2 separate regions of the Sus scrofa genome follow, and region 2 is linked to region 1. A link is a contact called in public promoter capture Hi-C data. All regions are on one chromosome and are shown on one strand. Each heading gives the region's core, a stretch centred on a gene start, on an enhancer-like site or on the middle of the called end of the contact. The rest is flanking DNA. Distances are from core to core; before and after follow the strand shown. Region 1 holds the start of UBE2D2 (ubiquitin-conjugating enzyme E2 D2). Region 2 holds the start of PSD2 (PH and SEC7 domain-containing protein 2).

What was found. Promoter capture Hi-C pulls out the DNA fragments that hold promoters and counts their contacts.
Region 2: a contact with region 1 is called in a promoter capture Hi-C map of fetal skeletal muscle, with 2.9 times the contacts expected there. The contact joins the promoter of PSD2 here to the promoter of UBE2D2 in region 1. A contact is called at or near these places in 3 of 5 promoter capture datasets (fetal liver, fetal skeletal muscle and liver), 3 of 47 Hi-C or Micro-C datasets (epiblast stem cells, fetal heart ventricle and skeletal muscle) and 1 of 2 datasets of contacts at active chromatin or transcription factors (skeletal muscle).

Annotation. Positions count from the first base shown.
Region 1 is chr2:141,395,139-141,399,396 of Sscrofa11.1, forward strand. It overlaps UBE2D2 (ubiquitin-conjugating enzyme E2 D2), which reads left to right and starts at 2,799. Exons shown (of 7, transcript XM_005661722.3): 1 at 2,799-3,258.
Region 2 is chr2:141,589,224-141,593,253 of Sscrofa11.1, forward strand. PSD2 (PH and SEC7 domain-containing protein 2) reads left to right here and starts at 2,501. Exons shown (of 19, transcript XM_021084878.1): 1 at 2,501-3,378; 2 at 3,495-3,706.

The sequences.
Region 1 (4,258 bases), core at 1,549-4,048:
ACTTATACTGGAAAAAAGAAAATGTTTAAACTTGGTTATCTAGGGGAGTAACTGTCCTGGCTCAGGGGAAACCAATCTGACTAGTATCCATGAGGACACAGGTTCCACCCCTGGCTTCAATCAGTGGGTTAAAGGATCTGGCGTTGCTGTGAGCTGTGGAATAGGTGGCAAACCCGGCTCAGATCCCGAGTTGCTGTGGCTGTGGTGTAGGATGGCATCCAAGGCAGTTCCCATTGGACCCCAGCCTGGGAACTTCCATATGCTTCGGGTGTGGCCCTAAAAAGTAAAAAAAAAAAAAAAAAAAAAAATTGTTGAATGATAGGAGTATAGTTGAGTTTTATTTCCTGCCTTTTGCTTATCTGTATCTCTTGCAACAAATACATATTGCTTTTTAATACAAAAAATTTTTTTCTTTTTTGCTTTTTAGGGCCACACTCGCAGCACATAGACATTGCCAGGGGCTAGGGGTCGAATTGGAGCTTTAGCTGCCGGACTACACCACAGCCACAGCAACGCCAGATCCGAGCCACGTCTGTGACCTACATCACAGCTCACAACAACGCTAGATCCTTGACCCACTGATCAAGGCCAGGGATCGAAACTGCACCCTCATGGATACCAGTCAGATTCGTTTCCACTGTGCCACAACCGGAATTCCCAAGAAAATTATTGCTGAAAAAAAATTTTTTTAAATCTGACCAACAGGCTTTTTTTTTTTTTTTTCCCCCCCGTCTTTTTTTGGGAAGTTCCCGGGCTAGGGGTCAAATCAGAACTGCAGCTGACGGCCTATATCTCAGCCACAACACCAGATCTGAGCTGTGTCTCCCACCTACACAGCTCACGGCAGTGCCGGATCTTTAACCCACTGAGCAAGGCCAGGGATTGAACCCATGTCCTCATGGATACTAGTCGGGTTCATTACCACTGAGCCACAACAGGAACTTTGCAACAGGCCTTTTTATACCTTTTCCATCACACTTCTTAGGAAGGAAAGATTTGGGACTGTGGTATATTTTTCTTCACCTCCAACCCAAAACATAACCCCCCGGGGCAACTGGATACAGCTTTTCCTTCCTTCAGCTCAGGAGTCCAGTGTGGCCCCGCCCAGTTGGGCCAGCCTCTACTTAGGATACAAGGCAGTACAAGTTATGCTGCTGGCCTTTTGTGTGCCTTTTGGCCAGATCCTCTCCTTAGGGGCGCTCCAGTTTCTCCTCTCTCAGTTCAAGAGTTAGAATCAATGATATTCAAGGCCCCTTTCAGACAGAGGAAAGAACACAGATTTAATCAGAAAATCTTGAGGAGAACTTGAGAATGTGGGCATGACCTCCCAGGAAAAAAACATGACCTCCCAGGAAAATATTCCTTACTGTTCTTCCATGTGTCTCCAGCCAGATAAAAAGCACCTCCCACCACAGGCCCTTTAAAAGCAGTGAGCCTTATAGTTTGCTGGTCCTGGTGCAGGGCTCCACACCCAATACACAGTGAACTTGCTTTCCGTTTCCATCCCTCCTAAAAACATCCCCAGAATAGTTTTTCTAAGTTTGCTTCTGATGGTGTTCTAAACACCAGGTTTTTGTTTTTTGAGTATAGTTGATTTATAACATGTTAATTTCTGCTGTACGACAGTGATTCAGTTACACGTATGTACATTCTTTTTCATATTCTTTACCGCTTGGGTGCATCACAGGATACTACATATAGTTCCCTGTGCTTTAGAGAAGGGCCTTTTTTAATTTTCTTTACTTTCTTTTAATGGCTACATCCAGGGCATATGGAAGTTCCCAGGCCAGGATTGAATGTGAGCCGTAGCCGCAACCTAACAGCAGCTGCGGTGAGGCGGGACCCTTTAACTCACCGTGCTGGGCTGGGGATAGAACGGCTCTTCCCCAGCAACCCCAGCCGCTGCAGTCGCGTTCTTCACCCGGTGCGCCACAATGGGAGCTCGGAACCTTATTGTTTATCCATCGTCTAAGTAATAGTTTGCATCTGCTAACCACAAACTCTCACTCCATCCCTCCCCCATTTCCCCTCCCACTTGACAACAAGGTTGGTTTTTAATTACTGGAGCACACACTGTGCAAGTTTTTTTCTGAGGTAACTGGTATATTGCCATAACAATTCACCAAGCAGAGCACCTCTCCTAGGGCTGACAAGCCAGTGGCTGAGAGACATTCAAGTTGTCACCCATGTCTTCCTTACAAAGACCATCTCAGGGCTGCCTGTGGCATGGTTGAAGAACCACACTCCTGCAGGTGCCCAGGATGTTACCACGCAGCTACCAGAGAGAGAATTCACGAGACTCTTGGCTTCAGGGAACTCCCAGCTTCGCCACCGTGGAGCTGTGTGACCTTGGACAAGTCCTTTCCTCCTTCTGGAAAGTTGTAATGGACCTAAAGGCTCTTCCTGGGTCAGCCTCCGCTATGTGGACGGCCAGGAGACCTAGAATACATTCGCCTTTAAAAAGCTTATTGATCTCAGATAACATATCTAAGAGGGAACCAGAGGCAAAGGACTCAGGGTCGCGGGCTACGAGCCTCGGCCGTCGAACGAGCCTCCACGACCCCGGCACAAATCTCGCGAGATCTTCTCCCGGCGTCGCGGCGTCATCCTCTCGGCGGCCGTGGCGGCGGCGGCGGCGGCAGCACGTAAGACACTCAGAGGGGCGGCCCGTATCCCTCCGCCGCCGGCGCGGCCCGGCCCTCCCTTCCCAGGCCCGCCAATCCCCGCTCTCCCGACCTGCCCCTCGGCCTGGGCCCACCCCGCACTCCTGCGGCCCCACCCCGGCGGCGCCACCCGCCCGCGCGTCCCTCGGTCCACCTGCGGCAGGCAGTCCCTCTGGCTGTCCGACCGGGAGGCGCCGGCCGAGCCCGAGGCTGGGCTCTTGCTTCCCGGCGGAGGGATCCGCGGCTGCTGAGGAGGCGGCGCTGAGCCTGGGAGGCAGAGGCAGCTACGGCGGCGGCGGCGGCGGTGGTGGTGGCGGCGGCGGCGGCGGCGGCGGCTCGGGCGGCAGCGCATAAAGGGGCCGCCGCCGGGTGATGCGGTGACCGCTGCGGCAGGCTCAGGAGCCGAGTGGGCCCCGGCCCTAAGTCTGTCCCGCCGGACCCGCGCTTCGGAGCTCCCCATCTTCTCCGGCCGGCCCGCGGTCACCGAGGCGGCCTCGCACCCCTCGCCCCTTCCCCGTCCCTCCCCTGCCCCCGTCCCCACCCCGGGGGCCGCCGCCACCCGCCTCCCACGATGGCTCTGAAGAGAATCCACAAGGTAAGCGGCCAGAGGTCGGCTGTGGGTTCGGGCCGCTGGGCCTGCCAGCTGAGCAGGCTGCGGCCTGCACTTCCCGCCGTCGTCTCCGCTGGGCTCGCGGCCTCTTCGGACCCGGCTGCCGGCGATGGCCCTGCCGGGCGGCCTTCCTACCCCACTCCCAGTGATGGCGCCGGCGGAGGCCCCGGCGCGCTGACCACGCTTAGGCCGGAGGTATGCTCGCCGGCTCAGCGTTCCTTCCTGGCCTTCTTTCTAGGCCTCGCGTGCTGTGGAGTCCCAGGGCCTCTTCCCGGCCTGGGACTGCTGTGCTAGAGGGCCATTGTCCGGCTGTGCCGAGAGCGGGTGCTGGGACTGGGGCGTTGGGCGGCCCCGTCGACGGAGGTCGAAAGGGCTCCATGCCCCTTCCCTGCCCGGCACCTCGTACCCCCACCTCCGCAGAACCGCCTGAGCTTGGAGCCCGTGTCTCAGGCGGACTGAGGAAGCCTTTTTGTCCGATCCACAAGTATTTTTTGAGTTCACTTGCCTTTTAGCGGCCGCACTCTTCACGTCCACTCTGCTCGTCCAGACACTTAGAGTAGGAAGTTCAGAAGGAAAGTAACGTGATTTTTATGAAGGAGGAGGGAAGTCGAGGGAGAAGCGTTTTTAATTCCTTGAGGTTACCAAATGTAAATGTAGAAACTACCACTTCCGTCGGCTGGAATGGATTTAACAGGAAAGCTGTTAAATTGTGAAGAGAAGAGGTAGAAACCTGAACGTTGGAAACCGCTGGAGAAAATGACACAAAGGTTGCTGTTATAGTCTCTTCGCAAGGTGGTTTTTAACGCTTAAATTAGGTGATATGTTCGGGGAGAGCCTTTTAATGTAGAAGGGATTTTGCTAGATTTTTCCCATAGAAAGTATTTATTTGCCCTTTAAGGTGACGAGTTATTCGTTTAGGTGTCTTAACAGAGGTTTTCCTAATCCTGCTTCCAGAGTAACAGTGCTTCTGTGCTTGGCTTAAAGT
Region 2 (4,030 bases), core at 1,251-3,750, 190 kb after region 1:
TTCACATCCTTAGGTTTATTCCTAGGTATTTCATTTTTTGGGGGGTTTGATTTTAGAAGATATTTTTATATTCCTTTTCTAACATTTCATTGTTAGTATACAGAAATGCAACTGATTTCTGAATGTTCAGCTTATATCTTGCTACTTTGCTGAATTCATTGTTTACTGCCAGTAGTTTTTGGGTGGAGTCCTTAGGGTTTTCTGTATATAGCATCATGTCCTCTGCATACAGTGACAGTTTTACCTCTTCTCTTTCAGTTTGGATGCCTTGTATTTCTTTAGTTTGTCTGATTGCTGTGCTAGGACTTCCAGTACTGGAGTGTTGAAAAAAGGGGTGAGAGTGGGCATCCTTGTCTTGTTGCAGATGTTAGCAGGAAGGCTTTCGGCTTTTCTCTGTTGAGTATTATATTGGCGGTGGGTTTGTCATAAATGGTTTTGATTGTGTTCAGGTGTGTTCCCTCTCTACCCCCTTTGGTAAGCGTTTTTATCATGAATGGATGTTGGGTTTTGTCAGATGCTTTTTCTGCATCTTTTGAGACGACCATGTGGTTTTTGACTTTTCTTCTGTTGATGTGGTGCATGATGATTGATTTGCGTAGGTTGAACCATCCTTGTGAACTTGGGATGAATCCCACTTGGTTGTGGTGTATGATCTTTTTTACATGCTGCTGGCTAAAATTTTGTTGAGAATTTTTGTGTCTATATTCATCAAAGATACTGGCCTATAATTTTCTTTTAGGGCCACACCTGCAGCATATGGAAGTTCCTAGGCTGGGGCTCGAATCTGAGCTGCAGGTGCTGGCTGAAGCCACAGCCCCAGCAGCGCTAGATCCGAGCCTCGTCTGCCACCTACACCACAGCTCATGGCAATGCTGGATCCTTAACCCACTGAGTGAGGCCAGGGATCAAACCCACATCCTCATGGATACTAGTTAGGTTCGTAGCCACTGAGCCACAGCAGAAAGTCCATTTTATTAGTTTTAATTGTGGTTAGAGACAACTAACAAAAGCACTGTCTCAACCATTTTGAAGTGTACAGTTCACTAGCATTAAGTACATGCACATTGTTGTGCAATCATCCCTGCTGTCATCTCCAGAATGCTTTTCTTTTTTTTTTTTTTCCTTTTCTTGGGCCGCTCCCGCTCATATGGAGGTTCCTAGGCTAGGGGTCTAATCGGAGTTGTAGCCACCGGCCTACACCAGAGCCACAGCAACACAGGATCCGAGCCGAGTCTGCAACCTACACCACAGCTCAGGGCAACACCGGATCCTTAACCTACCGAGCAAGGCCAGGGATCAAACCTGCAACCTCATGGTTCCTAGTTGGATTCATTAACCACTGAGCCACAACGGGAACTCCCAGAACTCTTTTCATTTTGCAAACCTGAAACTCTGTACCCATTAAACTATAGCGCCCCCTTCTGTACCCCCCAGCCCCTGACGACCACCATTTTACTTTTTGTCTCTATGAATCTGACCACTCTGCAGAGCTCACTTAAGTGGAATCATGCAGTATTTGTCATCTTGTAACTGGCTTATGTCACCTAGGATGATGTCCTTGAGGTTCATCCATGCTGTAGCATGTGTCAGAATTCCCTTCTTCTTTTTTTTTTTTTTTTTTTTTTTTTGTCTTTTTAGGGCTGCACCTGTGGCATGTGGAGGTTCCCAGGCTAGGGATCAAATCGAGCTACAGATGCCGGCCTCGGGAACAGCCACATCAACGCCAGATCTAAGCTATGTGTGTGGCCTACACCACAGCTCACGGCAACACTGGATCCTTAACCCACTGAGCGAGCCCAGGGATCGAACCTGCATTCCTATGGATACTAGTCAGATTTGTTTCTGCTGAGCCAAGACGGGAACTCCAGAATTCCCTTCCTTTTGAAGGACAGTCATGTTGCACTGTGTCTGTGCACCACATTTTATGTCTCCATTCATCCGTTGATGGACACGTGGGTTGCTTCCACCTCTTGGCTCTTGTGAGTCGTGCTGCTATGAACATGGGTGTACAAATATCGTTTCGAGACCTGCTTTTCTGTTCTTTAGTGTATATCCCCAGAAGTGGAATTGTTGGATTATACATTCATTCTATTTTTAATTTTGGGGGGGCGATCGTTTCCTACGGTGGCTGCACCCTTTGACATTCCCACTAATCATGCGCCAGTGTTCCAATTTCTTTGTATCCTCACCAACACTTATTTCCTGCCTTTTTTAAAGTAGTCATTCTAATGGATGGGAGGTGGAATCTCGCCGTGGTTTTGATGTGTGTTTCTCTAATGAAGAGGATACACATTTTGAAGGAACCACGCTTGGAGAGAACGGAGGTCAGGGGCCTCTTAGCTCTGGTGGTCCAGAAGGTATTTCAATGGGGCCTTTGGAGTTCCCATCATGGCTCAGCAGAGACGAATCTGACAAGCGTCCATGAGGATGCAGGTTTGATCCCCGACCTTGCTCAGTGGGTTAAGGATCCAGCGTTGCTGTGGCTCTGGTGTAGGCCAGTGGTTACAGCTCTAATTCGACCCCTAGCCTGGGAACCTCCATATGCTGTGGGTGTGGCCCTAAAAAGACAAAAATAAAATAAACTGGGCCTAAAAGACAGGGAGGAGGCAGGCACTGGAGGACCTGGGGGAAGAACACTTCCCGAAGAGGAAACAGAAGCGCGAGGGGCCTGAAGCCATGTGTTTGCTGGAGAAATAGTGAGTAATGGGCGAGGGCATGGGGGTGGGAGATGAGGTCTGAGGGGCGGGCTAGGTGATCCGAGGCTTTAGGCGTGGAAAGGAATTTGTATTTGCAGTTTACAGTAAGCACTGGTTTCCTTAGGTGTGGGCGGGAGAGGGGTGGAGGGGAACACGGCACAGGAGGGACAGAGGGAAAATGGGGCTGACTGGGCAGTGATGGCGCTGTGCGTGACAGGGACAGGTGCACACATGGGCACTTGGTGCTTTCGGGTGTGTGTGCCTGTGTGTGTGCACCTGGCGGCCTGGGCGTGTGGGTGCTTGTGTGTGTGTGTGTCTGGCCACTCCCAGAGGCCCCCGTTCCATAGGTGATCGTCTCTCTCAAGTGCATCCTGTGCCCACCTCCCTGCTTCCGCATGGCCGCCCCAGCCAGCAGGGTGCAGTGCTGCTTCCGCGGCTCCTGCCAGCAGCCTGGAAAGCAGCAAGAAGGATCCGGAGCCATACGTAAGAGTTGAGGCTGGTCTCCGAGAATGATGAAGTCTTTGAGGGTTTGGAGACGACGGCTTGCCCGCCCGAGGCCAGGAGATGGATGACGCGGCGCCTCACCTTTGCAATGGACGCGGGGGCCAAGGACTGGGTAACCCGGGCGGGCTGATGCAGTACCGAGAAAGGCCGCACGGGGGCAGCCGAGGACCCTGAGGAGGTGAAGGGGAGGGAGGAAGCGGTGGGAGAGGAAGGCGGGGCTGGAGGGGTGGGACCGAGGGGCGGGCAGATCTGGGGGCGAACTCTGCGGGGCTCTGTGTTTGTTTCTGCCTCCAGCGACTGTGCGTGTGAGAATAAAAGAAAGCCACGAGCTCATCACCATCCCGGTGGAGTCTCATTTTATCCTCAGCCACATCCTCACAGGCTCAGAGAAGTGCAGCCGCTTGCCCAAGGTCACTCAGCAGGGCGTTTAGACCAGGCCTGCTTGACCTTCGCCTGTGCTCTAACTACTGCCTGCCGTGAATGACGCCCTCTGCAGATGAGTGCTGGTTTGTTGATCTGTCTCTTGGCGCTCCCTGGCCCCCACCATTCCTACTTCATCAGAGCAGGCTCCCTCTTGGGCAGGACCACGACAGCCTGGGGAGGGAGGCTAGGACTTCCGACCCCTCCCTGAGGTCCTCCCTTTGGGAGGAGGGGGTTCGGGACTCTGGGGTGAGCTCAGATGTATTCCCATCATCACGGGAATAACAAGGTGTAGTAACATCAACCCTTGTTCTGACTTTCCTCTTGGCTGAGGGCTGCGGCCTGAGCCCCTGGCCTGCCTCTGGAGCCCCGGCTCTCCCTGCTGAATCTCAACTGAGCATCAGGCCCAA